2 separate regions of the Mus musculus genome follow, and region 1 is linked to region 2. The links are chromatin contacts, called in public Hi-C maps. All regions are on one chromosome and are shown on one strand. The core of a region is the stretch at or near the end of the contact, and the rest is flanking DNA. Distances in the headings are between cores, read along the strand shown. Region 1 has its middle 69 kb from the start of C330024D21Rik. Region 2 overlaps Limch1 (LIM and calponin homology domains 1).

Region 1 (2,700 bases), core at 19-2,518, 500 kb after region 2:
TGTAAAAAAAACATATATATATTTTTTTCTCACCCTTTACTTAAAACACAGGACTTGGGCTGAAGAGATGGCTCAGTGGTTAGGAGCACTGACCCAGGCTCAATTCCCGGCGCCCACATGGCAGTTCACAATTGTCTGTAACTCCTGCTCCAGGGCATCTGACACCCTCATGCATGCAGGAAAACCACCAGTCTCCTCCTCCTCCTCCTCCTCCTCCTCCTCCTCCTCCTCCTCCTCCTTCTTCGGACCCCTGAGGATGGGGAGAGGGGTCTAAATTGCTGTAGCCCTGAGAAGAATAGACTGACCTTTGGCTGTGGTCAGACAACTTCAGGGTAAGGGTAATGAGGCCATATATTCATCTTCCCAGAAAAAAAAAAAATCTTACCCATCTTACCATTATGGACCAGAGGCCTTTTCCTGGCCAACTTCCAAGCATTTTCTCAACGGCTAATGCTCACTAATCCTCAGCCTGACATTATCTTCGTTTTAGCAGCATATCTGGCTTTCGATCTGAATTATAAGCCACATGCAATAAAAGGGAACTGGAAATGATTCAAAGCTTTGCCAGGTATTCTGAGAAGCCCAGCTCATCTGTACGCAGGCGCAATACAGGCAAACTTCCGCTAGAGGGCGGCCTCAGACTGCATGATACCCTGCAGTTCTCCGGAACAAGTGGAGACTGCAGAGGTGCAAACCTCAGCCGACAGAGCAGCATGAATGTGGACGCATGCTCCCCCCCCCCCCCCGCTAGCAAATAATATCTATTTGTTGTTGTTTTGTCCCCCCACTTCCGGATTGGCTTCAATGAAAATCTGGCACATGTGGTAAAGAGAAATATGGAAGATTTCCTTTCGTTTCCTTTGCGAGTGAGCAGTGAACCCTCACTTACCTCTTAGGGAATTTGCAGTGTTGTATTTATAATTATCAAGAGAGGGAGGGAAATTAAAAACTTCGACTGCTTAGCTCTTCCGCAGTTGGTCTGTGGGCCCGAGGGACACTCCAGGAACTCCGTGTTCTGGCTTAGCTCCGTGGAAACCCTCAGGAATGGCCATTTGACCTCTCGCTGGGCCACCGGAGGAAATCAGCTTTGGTTAGATCAGATGAGACATAATTGGCTTTGGACTCGTTAGCGCACACTCCAGGCGAGCATTCCTTGCTGTTTTGAAAGGCCTGTGTTTTACTTGGATCAGCTCAGTGTACAGGGGAGTCAGTCACAGCTTGGGTGGCTGGGTGGATTAGCATTTTGTTTCCCAAGATCTGCTCTGCTTCTGGGTCTCCCCAGTTGACACGGTGCCGGGCTCAACCCCCAACTCCCGGCCTGAGGTCAGAGAGAGGGATATGTCTGTTGGCCTGCAAGGGTGGTTTGTAAAGAATATGGGGTCTGGGTGAGTTGAGAGGTGTTCAGGCCTTAGGTTCTGGAACCATGAATTTGCATTTGCTGGATCGAGAAGAATGCAAAAGTGAATAGATTTCAGCATCGGGAGTGGTGTAACTTTGTCCTCTGCCTCTAAGTCATGGCCCTGCCCAATCACTTTCCAATAATCAGAGTGATCCTTTTAAAACGTACCTCAGCTACAAAGTTTGAAGAGAGCTGGGGGTGGGGTGGGGTATGGAAGAAGCCGGAGAGAGAGAGGAGGGTACGGGAGAAGTTGGCGTGGGAAGAGTAGAGATGGATGCGATCAGTATACGTTGTATTCGTATTCATTCCTGACCTGCTCCTGAAGCATACTGAGTCTTTATATGGTGGCGCCCTGCCTCACGTGTAAGCAAAAAGTTCAGCTTCATACTGTCGGTGGTGGACCTTAGTATCATTTTGGAAGCCATTTATAATAAGGTGGGTTGGGTGTTTACTGCAAGAGAACGCAGTGAGCTTTATTGGGATTTCAAAGAGCAGTTTACTTGGTTTGAGTTCTACACCTAGAGCTTACAAAGGATGCTTCCGAGAGGCTCCGACGATTTTGGTAAAGCAAAGGGCCTTGACCTCTGTCCGTCTGTCTATCTATCATCTATCTATCTATCTATCTATCTATCTATCTATCTATCTATCTATCTATCTATCTAGAATGACTTTATTTTTCTAGAGGTCTCCTGTGTAGGCAAAGTGATTGAATGATAGATCTATCTATCTATCTATCTATCTATCTATCTATCTATCTATCTATCATCTATCTATCTATCTATCTATCTATCTATCTATCTATCTATCTATCTATCATCTACCTATCATCTTTTCTCAACATCTCAATCACTGGTAAAGGAGAATATATAGTAATCTGAAAATCAGTTACGAAGAGAAGCAATGACTGCAGAGACCTGCAGGCGGAGCTACTCAGCAGTCTGACTCCCTAGGAAATTGGTTCTTTGGGGGGTTTTGTTTCTCTTTCTGCAGCTGTTTCTTTTCTCTCCAGGTCCTTCTGCTTTCTGGGCAATGTCCAGTAGCCTTCTCTCACGGTGATTCTGATGTTGCCTGTGACTTCTACTTACTTTGTGGAATCACCATCGGCCACGGTCTGGCTCTGCCCAGTAACGTCGTTGTATTGTATGAATGAAAATGATTAGTTGTTGACCCTCAGTTTAGGTCAGTTGTTGACCTAAAGACCGTTTAGGGATCTGACCCAACAACACCCCAAAAGTGCTTCGGAATAGACGTTTTTCCTCTCAGAAAGGTTGCAGAAGGAAGCAGACAGTGACGTGTTATGG
Region 2 (2,974 bases), core at 210-2,709:
TTTTCCTTTCCTTGCACTTTTCTCTGTCCTAACTATTTCTTCACCCATGAAATAAACTTTTCAAAGCTGACGACCTGATCCCACATAGGGCTCCTAAGCAGCCTACGCCTGCATGTCATACTGGCAACACCAAATTAGGGCCCTTCTGATTTCTTACGGCCTGATGAGAGTTAAACAGTCTCAAAGGTATTCATTGCAGGCCTCTACGGCAGGGACTGTGACTTCCTCTAAGATTGGCCCTGTTAGCTCGAGTAGCCATGTGAATCTATCTGTGTGATTATTTTTTGAGATCTTTACCATAAACTGACTTTAAAAAAAAAAATCTCCCCTGAACTTCTGAGCTGCCCTTAAGAGTTTGCCCTGGATCTTTAGTCATCTTTCTGTCCCACTAGACCTGTGGTTTTCACATAAAACTCAGTATGCAAAAGCAGCTCTGCCAATGGTGTAAATAACACGCAGTGAAGACGAAGCCACCGGAATTCTCCTGCCTAAGCAGCAGGGCCTGTGTGGTTTTCATTTACGCACGTGTGCATTCCTTCTAGACACAATTACTAGTTTTGCTCCAAAGCGAAAATAAATAACAACCAACCACGGTAGCATGTGTTCATAACCCCACCCTTGAGGGGCTGAGCCAGGAGGAACACTAAGTTTGAGACCAACCTGGGCGCCATAGTGAGACCTTGTCTCAATTGAGCAAAGATGTCAGCAGGGGAATCCTTTGTGGCCTTTTTGTTGTTTCTGTTTCTGTTTTTGTTTTAAGCTAAAATGTCTTTTTTACCGTGGCTTCTGTTGACTTTCCGTAACTGTGGGTTCCTTTACCGTGTTACAGGAAAAACCCTCGAGAGAACTTCCGGGCTGGGCCCCTGTCCCCATGCCCTCCCACCCCTCCCGGCCAGTCTCCAAACAGGTACACGAGGTCAGCAGGCCTCTCTGAGGCTGTTTTGTAGTCCTGCACTCAATGGGCGTAATTTTGGCCATATCAGTGCTTGTCGATTGACGCTGGCCCACACCCCTTCCCCACACACACAGAGGGAAGAGTTAAGAGAACATTTCTCTGCCTGCAGATTCATCAGCCCGGGGTAGAAAAAGTCAGATGTGTGGTGCTGGCTATGGCCATTAGGTCTTAATGACATTGTGTGGAACCTCTAATCTAATAATAAAGTGCACCAGACAGCTGCCGGGCTCCTGCTGCAGTGCCTCTGCCTCCAAGACTCCCAACCCTTATAGGGCAATGGGCTGCTGGCTCCTCCAGAGAACCAGGGTGAGGCTGGGAAACAAAACTCCCGTTCTCTGCTTCAAGCTCTCCCTGGATCACTCACCATAGCCCTGGACATTAGTCGGTCCCCACTATATCTTTAAAAGCTGCCCAAGTGTCCATCTGTCACAGGCACAGATGACTGGGGACTTAGTGGTTTTCATTGATAGATTTCTTTTCATGGCTAGAGTGTGACATCATCTCTAAGGTTTGATGAGGACAGCTCTTCCTCCTCTGGATGTCTGCCCTTCTGTTTCCTCTGTCAGCTTTGTTCTCCTGTAGCTTGCAGACGGACACATGCTTGTAAACTTCTAGAGCTTTGCAGCTGTGGGCACCATGGGGAGCTGATCTTACAGAAGCTGCAAAGCTTCTAAGAGAGGACAGCCCTGCAGTGGCACCTGTAGTGGCAGGTGGACAGTGTCCAGGGCTGTAGGTGGTGGAAGGAGGTGGGTTCAGTCCCAGGAGTTGGCAATACAGATAGAAAAGAAGTATCTATCTTTGCAGGCTCAGTGTCTATTCTGGAGCACACAATAGGGGTATGGCCAGCCCTCTCCTTTTGTAGGTAGAAGGGAGACCTAAACAGAGCATTCTGCAGTGTTCCCCATGAACTCAGGGCAGAGCAGGAACCGTATCCCTGAAGCCTCCACAAGGCAGCCTCCTCTCCTATATCATAGTGGACTCTTTGTAAAAATGAAAGGCCATAGCAGGCCAATGCACCTTTCATGGGAACTGCTTGTACTAGCTGGTTTTGTGTGTCAACTTGACACAAGCTAAAGAGAAAGGAGCCTCAGGTAAGGAAATGCCTCCATGAGATCCAGCTATAAGGCCTTTTCTCAATTAATGAGGAAGGACCCAGCACATTGTGGGTGGTGCCATCCTGGGCTGGCAGTCCTGTAAGAAAGCAGCCTGAGTAAGCCATGAGGAGCCAGCCAGTGAGCAGCATCCCCCCCATGGCCTCTGCATCAGGTCCTGCCTCCAGGTTCCTGCCCTGCTTAGGTACCTGTCCTGACTCTCTCCAATGATGGACTATGATCTGGAAGTGTCAGCCAAATAAACCCTTCCCTCCCCAGTTTGCTTTTGGGACATGGAGTGTCATCATGCCATGCAGCAATAGAAACCCTCACTAAGACATTGCTGAAGCTACCTCAGAACCTTGGTGTAGTGGCTATTCCTGGTTGTCAACTTGACAATATTTGGAATGAACTACAATCCGGAATTGGAAGGCTCACCAGTGACCCTTATCTGGAGGCTTGGAGATCCTTATCTGGATCTTGGTTTGAAGATCTTGAGCCATAGTGGCTATGGATTCCAGAAGATTGAATCTCCGAGTTAAGGAACACACCTTTAATCTGGCTATGCCTTTCATCTGGGATTAAAGGTGTGGTGGAACACACCTTTAATCTGGGCTACACCTTTTGCTGGAGACAATATAAGGACATTGGAAGAAGGGAGTCTAGCTCGAGCCCTTGCTCCTTCGCCTGCTTGCTGCGTGAGACTGAGTAACTGCTAGATCCTTGGACTTCCATTCACAGCTGCGACTGAACAATTGTTGGGAATTGGGCTGCCGACTGTAAGTCATCAATAAATTCCTTTACTATCTAGAGACTATCCATAAGTTCTGTGACTCTAGAGAACCCTGACTAATACAGAAGTTGGTACCAGGAGTGGTTCTAGAGTAACAGAAGTACAAGGATGAATCTTTTAAAATTCTGGAATTGG

The links. Hi-C and Micro-C count contacts between places; a contact is called where the count stands out from the background.
Region 1: a Hi-C map of the N1E-115 cell line shows a contact between it and region 2, with 10 times the contacts expected there. The contact joins two enhancer-like sites. A contact is called at or near these places in 7 of 484 Hi-C or Micro-C datasets (the Ba/F3 cell line, the N1E-115 cell line, adipose-derived mesenchymal stem cells and 1 more) and 1 of 9 other capture datasets (embryonic stem cells).

The regions. Positions count from the first base shown.
Region 1 is chr5:67,531,918-67,534,617 of GRCm38.p6, forward strand. No RefSeq gene overlaps it. Among named protein-coding and RNA genes, the nearest start is that of C330024D21Rik, 69 kb to the left of the region's middle. Within about 2 kb of position 1,269, at least 41 of the 459 cell types and tissues checked have an H3K27ac peak or open chromatin away from gene starts, as enhancers often do. A contact at or near this core is called in the N1E-115 cell line, where this site is marked.
Region 2 is chr5:67,035,197-67,038,170 of GRCm38.p6, forward strand. The region is part of intron 23 of Limch1 (LIM and calponin homology domains 1); the gene reads left to right. Among named protein-coding and RNA genes, the nearest start is that of Gm33040, 37 kb to the left of the region's middle. Within about 2 kb of position 1,460, at least 4 of the 459 cell types and tissues checked have an H3K27ac peak or open chromatin away from gene starts, as enhancers often do. A contact at or near this core is called in the N1E-115 cell line, where this site is marked.